Linked DNA regions of Mus musculus: all the other regions are linked to region 3. Evidence: chromatin contacts called from public HiChIP or PLAC-seq and promoter capture Hi-C data. All regions are on one chromosome and are shown on one strand. Each heading gives the region's core, a stretch centred on a gene start, on an enhancer-like site or on the middle of the called end of the contact. The rest is flanking DNA. Distances are from core to core; before and after follow the strand shown.

What was found. HiChIP or PLAC-seq counts read pairs in DNA pulled down with a chosen protein or histone mark. Capture Hi-C pulls out chosen DNA fragments and counts their contacts.
Region 1: a contact with region 3 is called in an H3K4me3 HiChIP or PLAC-seq map of bone marrow-derived macrophages, with 4 times the contacts expected there. The contact joins the promoter of Zfp974 here to the promoter of Timm50 in region 3. A contact is called at or near these places in 3 of 39 promoter capture datasets (the 3T3-L1 cell line, hippocampal neurons and liver) and 1 of 115 datasets of contacts at active chromatin or transcription factors (bone marrow-derived macrophages).
Region 2: a contact with region 3 is called in a promoter capture Hi-C map of adipose tissue. The contact joins the promoter of Rinl here to the promoter of Timm50 in region 3. A contact is called at or near these places in 1 of 39 promoter capture datasets (liver), 1 of 115 datasets of contacts at active chromatin or transcription factors (bone marrow-derived macrophages) and 2 of 9 other capture datasets (adipose tissue and liver).
Region 4: an H3K4me3 HiChIP or PLAC-seq map of bone marrow-derived macrophages shows a contact between it and region 3, with 5 times the contacts expected there. The contact joins the promoter of Fbxo27 here to the promoter of Timm50 in region 3. A contact is called at or near these places in 2 of 115 datasets of contacts at active chromatin or transcription factors (bone marrow-derived macrophages and large pre-B cells) and 1 of 9 other capture datasets (liver).
Region 5: a FOXA1 HiChIP or PLAC-seq map of pancreatic cancer cells shows a contact between it and region 3. The contact joins the enhancer-like site here to the promoter of Timm50 in region 3. A contact is called at or near these places in 1 of 484 Hi-C or Micro-C datasets (CD4 T cells), 3 of 115 datasets of contacts at active chromatin or transcription factors (large pre-B cells, microglia and pancreatic cancer cells) and 1 of 9 other capture datasets (adipose tissue).

Annotation. Positions count from the first base shown.
Region 1 is chr7:27,928,045-27,930,744 of GRCm38.p6, forward strand. It overlaps Zfp974 (zinc finger protein 974), which reads right to left and starts at 1,414. Exons shown (of 5, transcript NM_001374027.1): 1 at 1,251-1,414. It overlaps Gm26891 (a long non-coding RNA gene), which reads left to right. Exons shown (of 2, transcript XR_881914.3): 1 at 1-45; 2 at 303-430.
Region 2 is chr7:28,787,685-28,790,384 of GRCm38.p6, forward strand. Rinl (Ras and Rab interactor-like) reads left to right here and starts at 1,285. Exons shown (of 12, transcript NM_177158.5): 1 at 1,285-1,321; 2 at 2,642-2,700. The coding sequence starts at 2,675. Sirt2 (sirtuin 2) reads left to right here. Exons shown (of 16, transcript NM_022432.4): 15 at 78-144; 16 at 233-981. The coding sequence ends at 388.
Region 3 is chr7:28,310,745-28,313,444 of GRCm38.p6, forward strand. It overlaps Timm50 (translocase of inner mitochondrial membrane 50), which reads right to left and starts at 1,302. Exons shown (of 11, transcript NM_025616.3): 1 at 1,181-1,302; 2 at 125-275. The coding sequence starts at 1,288. Gm51445 (a long non-coding RNA gene) reads left to right here. Exons shown (of 3, transcript XR_003946618.1): 1 at 1-16; 2 at 346-404; 3 at 1,341-2,029.
Region 4 is chr7:28,691,852-28,694,551 of GRCm38.p6, forward strand. It overlaps Fbxo27 (F-box protein 27), which reads left to right and starts at 1,293. Exons shown (of 5, transcript NM_001163702.1): 1 at 1,293-1,799. The coding sequence starts at 1,445.
Region 5 is chr7:28,569,319-28,572,018 of GRCm38.p6, forward strand. It overlaps Pak4 (p21 (RAC1) activated kinase 4), which reads right to left. Exons shown (of 10, transcript NM_027470.3): 2 at 475-548. Among named protein-coding and RNA genes, the nearest start is that of Mir7049, 9.7 kb to the left of the region's middle. Within about 2 kb of position 1,338, at least 82 of the 459 cell types and tissues checked have an H3K27ac peak or open chromatin away from gene starts, as enhancers often do. A contact at or near this core is called in pancreatic cancer cells, where this site is marked.

The sequences.
Region 1 (2,700 bases), core at 164-2,663, 380 kb before region 3:
ATCCTTTATGAAGATAATTAGCTGTAAAACATCCTGTCACAGGAGGTGAGTATATGTTTCCCTCTTTCCATATTATGGGAGATTTTGAACAAAATAATGCTAAGTTTGTTCTGGGTGTCCTAGGTCTTTTGATCCTAGAACTGAGTTTCTCAACCTCCGCAGGGCTGACACAACTGTCCTGCCTTGGGCTCTGTGAGGACCACCTTGTGCTCTGTAAAATTATCACACTGAACACAATACAAATTTTAAAATTCTGCTCTTCATTATTACCTTCATTTCGTTTTCTCCTTGTTTTGAAACAGGTTCTCATTTTGTAGCACACCCCTCCTGGAACTTGCTATGTGGATCAAACTGATCCTTAATTTACAATGATCCTCCTGCTTCTGCCTCCCAAAATGCTGAGATTAAAATGTACACTGTACAGACTAGAGCTTATGAGTCATTTCCTTAAATATACAACCAGTATTTGCATTCTTTCTAACACTCCCTTGTCCTGCCATACCCTGCAGACAATGAACCCAAGATGAGCACTGTCTATAATGTGGGGAAAGGAAGTGATTTAGGGAGAAAAAGTCAAGGGTAATTGAAATGGTCATGTGAACACCAGGACCTAAGGGCAGGGACAACGTAAGGGCCACAGCGGTGGAGGTATGAATGTGTACGTTCACCTACCTGCATTTACTGACAATTCCATATTATAAAATTGAAAACTCATTTCTCAAACAGAAAAGAAGAGTACACTCATCCTTGACTCTTAGATGGGCAGCAATAATGATCCCATCCTTCTCAAGCCCTCCTTTTGACTGATGGCCTTCGCGGGGAGCCTGCGCAAGGATGAGATCCCCATCATGCTCTGGCAGCATCCGCACTGAGCACTTTCCTTCAGTTCCCTCAACACTCACACAGCTAGGGCTCTGAGAAAGTCATGGAATTCAACAAGTAACCACCCTCCTAGGTCACCCTCGGTGGCACTTTCAGCCCCAAATGCTCCTCCCAAGCTCAAGTCTGTACCTAGCCTGACCTCTCCTTACTGAAACTTAGTCCTCTGCTTTGGTTCCTGTGGTCGCGAGGGAAAGTTGGAGCAGAAAGCGACGCGCACAGAGCCCCAGATAATGCAGAGAGATCAAGGTGTGGACACACACACACACACACACTATCACATCAACAAACAGCGACCCTATACGACCGTCCGCACACGCCCACTCCCAGCCGGCTGCCTCAGGCCTTACTCCATGGAGACCGAAGCCAACCTGAAATTTCTTCCGCCGACCACAAAGATCGGACCTTCCGCATTAGCGGCACCAGAACACCAAAAGCCTATGCGCTAGTTTCGGCGTGGTGACCCTAAAAAATGCAGTTATCACCAGCAAAGCCCCCGTGAAGCCCGGCTCTTGGGGGCGGGGATGCCAGATCTGCGAGCGGAGCCCAGTGGTTTGTGGGAGTTCCCACGGGGGTGCGCGCTTAAAGGGGAGGCGCCCTCCTTTGAGTAAAAGTTACTTCCGGTTCTGCGGGGAACTGATTTTCTCGCCCTTAAAAAGGCAGGGATGCTCTAGATAGAAAATGTGACTGAGGACCACATGCTATGCAACAACCGTACTGTGTCTGTTAGACAGGCTAGACGATCCTCATAATAAAACTAGTCGCATTGAAAGTACTGTAATCGGTCTAAAAGCTAAAGTACAGGTTTGTCACATTAGATTTGAAAAGAGGTCAGACCCAGCTATCTGTTAACTTCAGAAAATATGTTAAAGATAAATACTCTAGCAGATTCAAAGTGACCATCTTTACATAATCAAAAGAAAACTCAAGTCGATTATAAAATGGAGGCAGATTTGGGGGCAAAGAACATTGCCAGTGATAATAAAGAGGCCAAGACATCAAGTGATAGTAAACATGGCTGGGCGTGGTAGCAATGGCTTTTATCCCAGCGATGGGGAGGTACAGCCAGCTGCATGTCTGTGAGAAGAGACCACCGAGGACTACCCAGTGAAACCCTGTCTAAGAACTAAAATACACTCAGATTATGGTGGCACATGCCTTTTACTCTTTTTGTGTCTGAGTTACCTCACTCAGGATATTTTCTAGTTGCACCCATTTGCCTGCAAAACTCATGATGTCCTCATTCTTAATAGCTAAATACTATCCCATTATGTAAATGACCCACATTTTCTGTATCCATTTTTCCATTGGGGGACATCTGGGTTGTTTCCAGCTTCTGGCTTTCACAGATAAGACCTCTATGAACACAGTGGATTTGTGGTATGGTGGGGCATCTTTTGGGTATATTCCAAGAGTGGTATAGCTGGGTCTTTGTGGTTGATCTATTTCCAAACTTCTGAGGATCCTCGAGATTGATTTCCAGAGTAGTTGTATCAGTTGGCAATCCCACCAACAATGTCTTAGAGCTCAGGCTCTAAGATCCAGAATTGATAAATGGGACCTCATAAAACTGGAAAGCTTCTGTAAGGCAAAGGACGTAGTCAGGACAAATCAGCAACCTATAGAGTGGGACAAAACTTCACTAACCCCACATCCTATAGAGGGTTAATATCCAAAATATATAAAGAACTCAAGAAGCTAAGCTTCAAAAATCCAAACAACCCAACCACAAAATAAGGTATAGAGCTAAACAGAGAATTCACAACAGAGGAATCCCAAATGATGGAGAAGCACTTAAAGAAATGTTCAAAGTCCTTAGTG
Region 2 (2,700 bases), core at 35-2,534, 480 kb after region 3:
AGGGTGGGTGAGGAGGGAGAGAAGACAGAAGGCCGGCTGGTCCTCAGCCTGTTCTCTTACTCCTGCTCACCCTGCAGGGACGTGGCCTGGCTGGGTGACTGTGATCAAGGCTGCCTGGCTCTCGCTGACCTCCTCGGATGGAAGGTGAGGAGCTGGGCCACCCCAGCCCACCCTGAGCCCAGGCCCATGGGGTTTACGGTAACCTGACTTGCGTCAACTTTGCCCCCTACAGAAGGAACTGGAAGACCTTGTCCGGAGGGAGCATGCCAACATAGATGCCCAGTCAGGGTCACAGGCCCCCAACCCCAGCACTACCATCTCCCCTGGAAAGTCCCCACCGCCTGCCAAGGAGGCGGCCAGGACCAAAGAGAAAGAGGAACAGCAGTAACAGTAACCATGACCTCCCGCAGGACAGCGGAGCCCGGCCAGCACTGGGCCCTCTTAACATGCAGCTTGTGTGAGCTCAAAGACCCTTCGTTCTTTAACCACGTTCTTGAAATCAGGGTCCCCAACTCAATCCCAGAAAAGCCTAATATACCTAGGGGCTGAGGCCTGTGCAGTCTGTAGCTGGGGCCTCTAACCACCATAGCCTCTAACCACCATAGCCTCTAACCACCATAGCCTCTAACCACCCAGGCAAGAAGCAGCCTTCCCTAACTTCTAATTATTCCCAGACAACAGGCTACCCCAAAACCCCTAACAGTGCCAGAATAAGGCATTTCTCTATTGTTTTCAGGGGGCCTATGGCTAAATCAAATTAACCTACCCCGCATAGGGGCTGGACTCTACAAATAGAACTTCACCCAAGGGGGTGGGGCCTTGTGGGATCTCTGAGCCTGAAGGCCTGCCAACTCTCTGCCTCCAACAAAGTGGGTACTAGGCTCCCTTTCCTGGGGACCCACTTGCCAGCTGTTGGTGGATGAGCAAGAGACCTTGCTTATTAGAAACAAATTAAAAAACAAAACAAAGCAACTAACCATGACTTGTGTGGCCTCTGCTTCTTTTAGTGGGTACTTAAGGCATCTGGGGAAGGGAGAAGGCTGGACCATAAAGACTCCAGACCATCTATGGCTCCAGGATCTTAGGAGTAATGGTGACTGGGACCAAGCTATGCCCCTGGAGAGGGTAGCCTGGTGACTTTTTACCCTGGCTCTCAGCCTGCCAGAGGCTCAGTCCTCCAAAGTGGATCCCCTAATACTGACCCCGGAAAGACAGAGGAAGGTGATTTCAGATGCCCCAGCCCCGCCTCTTCCCCTGCCTTCCTGGCTTCCTCTCTAGAGAGCACTTTCACTTCCTGCTGCTCTGGCTCCCCTCGGAACAGGTAGGGCCCCCAGGGACCAAACATCTGGTCCCATTTGCACCCACAGCTGCCTCCATCCAACCCTGCCCAGCCCTACCCATGTCCGGATCTCCTCCCAAGGGAGCACTGCCTCCCCCTCTTCACCCTTCTTCCCTGCCTGTCCCTGAGGTGTGCTCCCCACCCCAACACCTGAAGTTGCTAGTTGGCAGCTCAGTAATTTATGTAGCTGATAATTATCTGGCTTGCACACAATGCCCTAAGAGAAATGGAGCCTTCAGAATAGGGCTAGCTTGCTTATCAGACCTTTTCCTAGGCCAGCAGGTCACCTAAATGCTGGGCCAGGAATTCAGGCAGAAAGATGGGGGTGAGATGGTGGAGGATGGATAGATGATGGGAAACAGCTGGATGGTCTCTCCAGCCCCACATGCCTTACTCCTGAGACTGCTGCGGGGAATACCCGGAAGGGTTCACTTGGGGTTGGCAATCCCCTCTTAGTGAACACTTGGGGTGTAGTGTTCACCAAGATGAAGAGTAAGAACCTAGCCTCTGCTGAAATACACAGCAAGTATGAAACAAGCCTGGGCTATACAAGGTCCTGTCTCAAAAAAAGAAAGAAAAATGAATGTTTGACAAATAATGGAAGCTGGGCGGTGGTGGCGCATGCCTTTAATCCCAGCACTCGGAAGAAAGAAGCAGGCGGATCTCTGTAAGTTCCGGGACAGCCTAGTCTATATCAAGAGTTCCAGGACAGCCAGATCAACATAGTGAGACCCTGTCTCCAAAAAAGAAAACAAGTTTTTAAACAAATGTGGGGGAGGGTGTGTTAGGGCTCCTCTGAAATCTGGGAAGGGAAGAGATGGGTGTCATGTTGCATCTGGGTAGCAGACGGAGCGAGCCAAAAGCTTTTCCAGAACTTATCCCCTTCCACTCTCTTAATTCCTGTTGGAACTGTTCTCCCCCACCCCAAGATACATGGGCCTTCCTCCTGGGGTCCTCAGAGTGGTCTGTCCCTCAGCAATAAAGAATGGTACTGCTACCCCAGTGAGGCATGGTGCTGCAGCCTATTATCTCAACGCCTGAGAGCTTGAAGCAGGAGGATTGCCATGAGTCTGGGGCTAGTCTTGACTACAGAGCAATCCAAGCTAGTCTGAACTGTCTCGAAAGAACAGAACAAACAAAAAACAAAAAAAAAAAACGAAAAACAAAAAACCAGTCATAGCTGTGGGCCTCTGCAGTCCATTCAAGAGCTCAGGCAAGATCTCTGAGTCACATGTAATAGAATTAAACTATTAGCTCTCGCCCTAGCTGAGCAGCCTTGAGTCTTGTCTTCCTCCATGCCAGAGGCCAGAGCATGGCTCACTGGTGCCTGGCAGCATGAGGCTAGCCCAGCCGGACATGGT
Region 3 (2,700 bases), core at 52-2,551:
CTTCTTGAATTTCAAGGTGAGTATCCTAGTTGGAGGAGCCAGGTAATGAACTGAGTATGGGGAAAGAAAGGGGGGGTTCACAGTAGAAATCTGGGGGCCAACAGTCAAGGGTTATGTCTCTCACCAAAAATATAGACGATGCTGACAGTCCCACCAGCTCCGAGCAAACCGGCGATCCAGAGCGCAATTTTTTTGGCATAGCTGGGACCCTCGGAGCCTGGCTGGTGCTGTGGCCCCTGGGCCTTGGAGCCCCCACGGTTGGCAATTTCAGTGACCTGAGTGGAGGGGGATGGAGGAGAGGTCACACAGAGAGAAATAACAGAATACTTAAATTTGTCCAAGCAGCCTCAAGATCAAGAACCAGGAAGTGGACATCCAGAGCAGAAAACTGTGTCCCTGAAGGGGTGAGTTCAGAGGCTGCTCCCCTCAGACAGTCACAACTAAACTGTCTAGAGAATCACAGGGGTTCAAGAGCTGAAAGGGCAAATTGCTCAAGGTCTTGGAAGCAATAGCACTGCAGGGTCTGGAGCCAGGAAGAGTAGGGCAAGGAGAATAAGGGATGGGTGTGTGTGTGTGTGTGTGTGTGTGCGCGCGCGCGCTAGCACAGAGATGTCAAAACTAAAGGGACAGAGGGCACCCAAGGGACAGAACGAACAGTTAAGATATCCGGATACCCAGAGCCCAAGATGGAGGGGTTTGGAAGGGAAGGAAGCAAGAGCGAGGAGAGGCAATCTCCTGTCTGGGACTTTGGGAACGGAAAGTCATGGACTTGGAGGTCAGAATGGCTAGGCTGGAACGGACGGCAGGCTGGATCCTTCCTGTTCCTCTCGCTCAAGGAGGCGATTGAAATGTCACTGGGACAGACCCTGGGTCCCTAGCGCCCTGGGCCCCACCCCCGTCAAGTATCACCTGAATGGTCACCGAGATCAGAACAGGTGACCTCTCCCGGCACCCACGTGGTTGAGACCTGGGCTCCAGGGGATGCACTCCGGGCCTCCATAATCCAGCCCCGGGGGAGCAACTGTGGTCCACACAGGAAGCATGGAAACATCGAAAACGCGGGCTCCGTCCCATTCAGCACCCTGAGGTGCGGTCTCCCAGACCCGCCGGGGTTGCCACCAGACGCCCAAAACTTTAGAGAGAAGCCCCATATCGGGGCGCGCGTCCCGGCGCCGCTCACCTGCTCGGGAGTGCGGGGAGGTGGCGGCGCTAGCCGCGTGCACAGCCCCCGCGCGCCTACCCGGAGCCCGCTCCGCAAGCGCGAGAACAGAGCCGCCGAGGCCGCCATCTTGCGCTGACGCCACGCGGCCCCGCCCACTCGCTCCCTCTCTCCCGCCCAGGCGAGGACTACGACCAATGGGATCGCTGAGGTAGTGCGTGTGGACAGGAACCCGAGAGGGACAAAAAGAACTGGGCGGAGTACCTTTGGTGCGCTCCTAGTCGGTCTTTCCTCTGGCTGAGCGCGAAATTGGAATACTGTCATCTGGCACCACGCCCCCTGGGGCCCTAAGGACCGCCACCATCCAGTCGCTCGGACTTTGCCTTTCACCTCCCATCGTTAGAAATGGACAGAGGCCCAAAAAGTGAGCTGACCCAGCATCCCTCAGTTTTTCTCACGTGGACCAGGAGGCTGAACCAGTCTTCTTTCCCGTCTCCAGATCTCTTTTTACCCCTAACGCCGTGAGTTTGTAGAAAGGACTGGAGTATCTTTCCTTTGCCCAACCACTCATTTGGATCTACCACTCATCTGGATTCAACCAAAGGAACGTTCCGTGCTGACTTGTTTAGGCTTTAGAGTGATTAAGAAAGCAGTGAATTAGGGGTGCGGGAGCCACCATGAGTCTTGCCCAAGTTGTTTTCTATTTGTTTGTTTATTCATTCCTTTATTTGTTTAATCATTTATTATTCACTCGTTCATTCACTCATTTTAAATGTATGAGTGCACTGTCTGCAGGTACAATTGCATGCCAGAAGAGGGGATCATATCTCTTTATAGATTGAACTCAGACCCTCTGGAAGAACAGCCAGTACTCTTAACCGCTGAGCCATCTCTCCAGCCCCCACAAGTTGTTTTCAATGGGAAAAAAAAAGTCAGATTTTTACACTTAAACTTTAAAAATCCAAAGTACTGCAGGGCATTGGTGGCACATGCCTTTACTCCCAGCACTGGGGAGGCAGAGGCAGGCAGATTTCTGAGTTCGAGGCCAGCCTGGTCTACAGAGTGAGCTCCAGGACAGCCAGGGCTACACAGAGAAACCCTGTCTCCAAAAAAAGACACCCACCCACCCACCCAAAAAAATCCAAAGCACTAAGATAGTAAAACTACAAAGTTGGGCAAAGGAAAGCCACACAGAATTCAGAGCTGTTATTTCTGGAGTGGAATGAAATGGATTGGGGTGCTGCTTAAGTGTGCTCAGTCAGCCTCATGCCACAGGGCGTGGTCAGAAGACAACTTTCAAGAGTCGGCTCTCAGCTTCCACCGAGAGTCCAAGGAATCAAAGTTGAGTCATTTGAACTAGGCTGTTTTCCTCACATTAACTTGGGTGAAAATGCCCGTGGTCAAAACACTGCCTTGACATGGTAAGTCTTGTTTGCCTTATATTGATATAACTGTGTGGAGGGAACATAGGTATTCATGAAATATATCTTCATTTTTTAAAAATTAGGTTTTGGGGTTTTTTTGTTTTTTGTTTTTTTTTT
Region 4 (2,700 bases), core at 43-2,542, 380 kb after region 3:
ACCAGGCACAAACATGGTGGAGACATAAATGCGGGCAAACCTCCATACACATAAAACTATTTTTTTTTTTTCGAGACAGGGTTTCTCTTTTAGCCCTGGCTGTCCTGGAATTCACTCTGGAGACCGGGTTGGCCTCAAACTCATAAATCCACCTGCCTCTGCCTCCCAAGTGCTGGGATTAAAGGCATGCGCCACCACTGCCCGACAGAGCTGGTCATAGTAATACATGTCTTTAGTCCCAGCACTCAGGAGGCAGAGGCAGGCAGGTCTCTCAGTTTGCGTACACAGTGAGTTCCAGGCTAGCCAGCCCTACAAAGTGAGACCCTGTCAAAAAAAAAAAAAAAAAAATCTGGAGCTAGACCCACTCACTAACACTACTAGTCACTTAGGAAGGTCACGGCCTCTAAGAGCCTCGGTTCCTTTTCTGTGTTAAGATGTTCGGGGAGCTGACGAGATGGCTCATTTCAAAGGTCCTGAGTTCAAATCCCAGCAACCACATGGTGGCTCACAACCATCCAGAATGAGATCCGATGCCCTCTTATGGTGTGTCTGAAGACAGCTACAGTATACTTATGTATAATAATAAATCTTTGGGTTGGAGCAAGCAGAGACTCAGCAGGTCGATCAGATCGAGCAGAACCTACCAGAGCAAGCAAGGCTGACCGGGGCAAGCAGAAGTTCTAAAAGTTCAGTTCCGGACAACCACATAAAGGCTCACAACCATCTGTACAGCTACAGTGTACTCACATACATAAGATAAATCTCTTTTTAAAATGTGCTAAGTTGCCGAAGTTCGAAACTGTAAGCTTCAGCTGATGCTTTCGATTAGCGGGGTCATTGTTGTCCTCTAGAGCCTGCTTTTTCTTGTAAATCGCGGATGACTGGATGATTGTCTGGGATTAAGGTCACGGACTGCACAAGGCGTTTAGGGGTGGAGCCTTCCACTTGGATGCCTACCCGAAATAATAGTTGTTACCAGATGCCAGGCGTCCACTGCGGATTTAGGGTCACTCCAAGTGTTGGATTGGTTGCTGAACCGCTAGGACTGTGCCAGAGCCCTGGCCTAATCTGTGTCCTCAGGTGGATTCCTAAACTGTCCACCAGTCCTAAGCCGGAAGGAGGTGGGGTCTGGATCCACAGGGCTGGACATTCGGCGAATCTCAGAGAGGTTTCGCCTGGGAAGGATAGTATTAGGCAAAGCTATAGCTATGCGGTCCTCCAGGCCGCGAAGGGGAGCTGGCAGGGGTGCCGGTGAGCACCAGCGGGCTGGGAGGAGGGTAGGCTTTGGGGACAGAGAGGCGGTAAGGGACGTGGGAGACAGTGGATGGCTTCGGGGATGTTAGTCTCGGGGTGGACGGCTGCAAAGCCTGGCAGCAGAGGCTGCTAATCACTAACATCTAACCCCTCTTCTCCTGCAGTCCCAGCCAAGCGGGGCGCGGGGACCATGGGTGCCTGGATATCCAGGACCCGGGTCCCGACGCCGGAGCCCGACCCCCAGGAGGTCCTGGACCTGAGCCGTCTGCCCCCGGAGCTGCTCCTGCTGGTACTGAGCCACGTGCCCCCGCGCACGCTGCTGATGCACTGCCGCCGAGTGTGCCGCGCCTGGCGCGCCCTGGTAGATGGCCAGGCCCTATGGTTGCTGCTGCTGGCCCGTGACCACAGCGCAGCGGGCCGCGCCCTGCTGACACTAGCCCGCCGCTGTCTGCCCCCTGCCCACGAAGACACGCCCTGCCCGCTGGGCCAATTCTGCGCACTGAGACCGCTAGGACGCAACCTCATCAGCAACCCCTGTGGCCAAGGTGAGGCGCTGAGAAGGCGGGGCCTAGAGGAAGCCTAGGGGCGGGACCAAGAGAGAACTGTAGCACAAAGGGCGGGGCCCCAAGAATGCTAATGGACAGAGCCAAGAAGGAATCCCCCGGAAGGTATTAAGGGCGGGGTCACGGGATATTTGTAGGCTGTGAGACCAGAAGGAAACCAGTGAGAGGATAGGGCGGAGTCACAAGGTATGAAATGGGCGGGGCCTAGAGTTAAACCAAGAGGCAGGTCTACAGATGTAGCAGAGGGAGGGGCTAGAAGTGGGGTCACACTTGACCCAGTTAGAGTAGCTGGAATCACCTGACCTACATAAGAGAGCGGTAGAGGGGACCAAACAGCATATCTTCTATCTGAGAGACAGGATGCACAGAGAGGCACCAAGAGCAATTAAAATCAACACATAAATATCTTTTGTTTCATTGGCTTTTACATTTTAACAATTTATTTTCGTCCCTGCGCCTGGAGTTTCAGGAGACTAAGCCTCATGGCTTGGGAGCTGGGAACTGACCCCAGGTCCTCTAGAAGAGCAGTTACAAATTTTTAAATTTTGTTAGTATATTTTGTTTTTGTTGTTGTTTTGCTTTTTGTTTTTGCGGGTTGGAAAGATAGCTCAGCGGCTAAGAGCTGCTCCTCCAAAGGACCTAAGCTCAGTTCCAAACACTCAAGTGGAGACTCACAACCATCTGTAACTCAAGTCTCAGGGAGACCACCCTTTCTTCTGGCCTCTGGAGAGAGGGCATATATACATAGTCTGCAGACATAAACTTTTAATTTTTTAAAATTATTTTGGTGTGTTGTTAAAAGGCTCAAGTCTCGCGTACAGGTGGTAGGTGCTCAGCGGCCAACTTTGTATCCACAGTTCTCTCCTTGTATTTCTGCGTGAAG
Region 5 (2,700 bases), core at 88-2,587, 260 kb after region 3:
TAAAAAGTAAATTAAAAATAAATAACAACAGTTACAACAACAACAACAACAACAACAAAGAATCAAAAGATGAGCCAGGAGCACAGGCTCAGTAGCCGCAATCCCAGCTACTCAGGAGGCAGGAGGATGGCAAGCTCAAAGCTCTGCCGAGATAGAGTGGATTCAGGCTATTCTGATCAACGTGGTGAAATTGTCTCAAAATAAAATGATAAAAAGGTCTGGGGCTGCAGCTCAGCAGCAGAGAACTGCAGAGTAGGCGGGAGGCCCTGGGGTCCATCCTAGCTGAAGGACAGGATGATGGTGGCACCCCACAGAGGATCAAGCAATGAGGGACACTAGGCAGCCTCCCAACAATCCTCTGCCTCTCACTACCTGAGTCCTGGGTGATGAAGCAACTGAGCCCCTCCCTGCCTGGGACCAGCCCCTTATGCTGGAGAGACAGGCCCTGTGGGAAGAGCCTGGAGTCCGACAGACCTGGTCTGAAGCTGGCTGGGCTAGAAGCACCTTTGCGTGGGTGACGTCTCCTCCTGAGGCTTTGAGTTACTCATCTGTAAGACAGGAAGAAAAGATCTATCAGTCATTCAATCACTAACACCCACTCTACTCTGGCTGATAGTCGGACACGAGAACAACCTAGACAGCCTATGACCCACTAGGGTCTACCTGGGGCAGACGGTCCCTAGGTAGTGACAGTGTACACTGGTAGGGACTGGGCCCACAAAGTGCTACCAACCACGGAAGGATGGCAGGTGTGCTAAGGGAGGCTTCCTATAGGAGGCTTCAGGAGTGAAGGCCCAAAGGACCAAAGGGTGTCAGAGGACTTTCATCTTTGTCCCACCTGGCTCTTCAGTACCTGGCAGGGTGGTGGGCAGACACAGAACCAGCACCCAGCCCCAGTGAGACTCTGCTGGGGAAGTGGCTACAGACAAGTGTCCAGGGGGCAGCTCTCTTCTTCTCCAGGCATGGCTCTCTTTCTTGGGAGTCACTGGCTCAGCCTACAAGAAGGACATTAATGGGCAGCCAGCCAGGGAAACCGGTTTGGCAGCCAAGCCAAGAGAGAGGCAGGTGGGGACGCAGCAGCCAACCTGTCTCAACTGGTCCCAAGGGGCCAGCAGGTGGCCAGCCCCGGGCCTGGACAGGACTTTCCCAGCTGGTTTAGTTTCTTTGCTTGATCCAAGTCCAGGGGTTGTGGCTGAGGGTTGGGACAGCTAGGGCAGAATGGGCACCTCTGGCTTCCAGCCTTCTCTGCCTCAGAACCAGCACTGCAACATGCTGCCCTCCTCCCAGCCTTTCCTGTCCAGCCTGTCCCAGCACCCCGACCTCTGCACCAGGGCTACCCAGCCCTCCTTGGCGCTACGCCTGTCTCTACAACTCTAACAGTGCCACACCTTGTGCTGCCTGGCACAGCGTGGAGCCTGTGCTGCGACCTGCGGCTCCCTGTCCTCCGTGTCTAGCTTGCTATCCACCCTGAACTCTTGGCTCTACTCTCAGTTCCCACCTCCCACACCGAGGGAGCCCCAAAGCAGCTCCCAGATTTGGCAGTATAGGGGGTGGTAGTGCATGTGACCACTCACTAAGCATAGGGAAGCGCTCAGAATGGAAAAGGTGGGAGAGCTTTCAGCAGTGCCTTTCCATGCTCCCCCACACAGACCCCTACCCCCACCCATAAGCCCCAAGCCACCTTGCATACTGCAGCCACTTGTGACCCTGCAGGAGAAGGGGCGGAAGGGCACACCTCCGGATATTTGCCTGGGCCACCCCTTTCCTCTGGGCAGCATATGGAGGGAAGGACAAACAGAGGAACTGGTGTTTATAATGACCTGGTGTAGGCCCCACCCAGGCCCTTTTAGGCATCTCGTGGCTGGGATGGGTCTCCCAGGCCAGCTCAGAATTTCAGAGCCCTGCAGCCCAAGCCTCAACCCCCAGCTGACAGTTAGCTAGCACTATATGCCCTGATTTCTATATCTGTGAAGACCCAGCCCACAGCTCATGCCAGGAAGCTCAATGAGTGACCCTAGGGAAAGACTCCACTCTTATGCCTCAGTTTCCTCTTGTTGGGAGGGTGACGACAGAAGCTGCTTCCAGCAGCTTTTATAAGGAGTCACAGGAAAAACAAGCAAGGCACTGAAGGTCTGGCTCAGAGCCAACTCTTACTGACGCTTAGGCAGTAAATCCTCAATGCTAGTTACATGAGAACAGTAGCCAGCAGGAATGTGCACCTACTGTGTGCCACCTCTCTTAGAAGCACTGTCCCAGTATCTCTCACCCTTTGTTCCTGACCCAGCAGGAGAGCCACTGTGAGCCCCATGCCCTAAGTAAGGTTCTCACTTGTCATGGGCAAAGCCAGAGCAGACATGAGAGTAGGCCACTTCTCCCAGGGCCTATGGCCCCTGCTTCTGGCGCAGATCCAGCCAATGATGCTCAGCCCTGTGATATACGCACAGCCCTACAATGGAGGCACCTTATCCCAATTGTCTGGTGTGGAAACAGACTCCTTTGTCCAGGCACCCAACCAGTCAGAGGTTGCCAAGGTTTGACCCAGGAAGGTGAACACAACAGGCTGGCCTCTTACTAGCTTGCACTGTGTGCAGCTAGTCTGGGCCCCCATGATGCTTCTACCTGCCAGGCCCACACCTTATCTTTCCTCTCCTGTGCTGGACTTCACCTCCTACCCCAGCCTGCCCCAGAAATGGGTTTCCT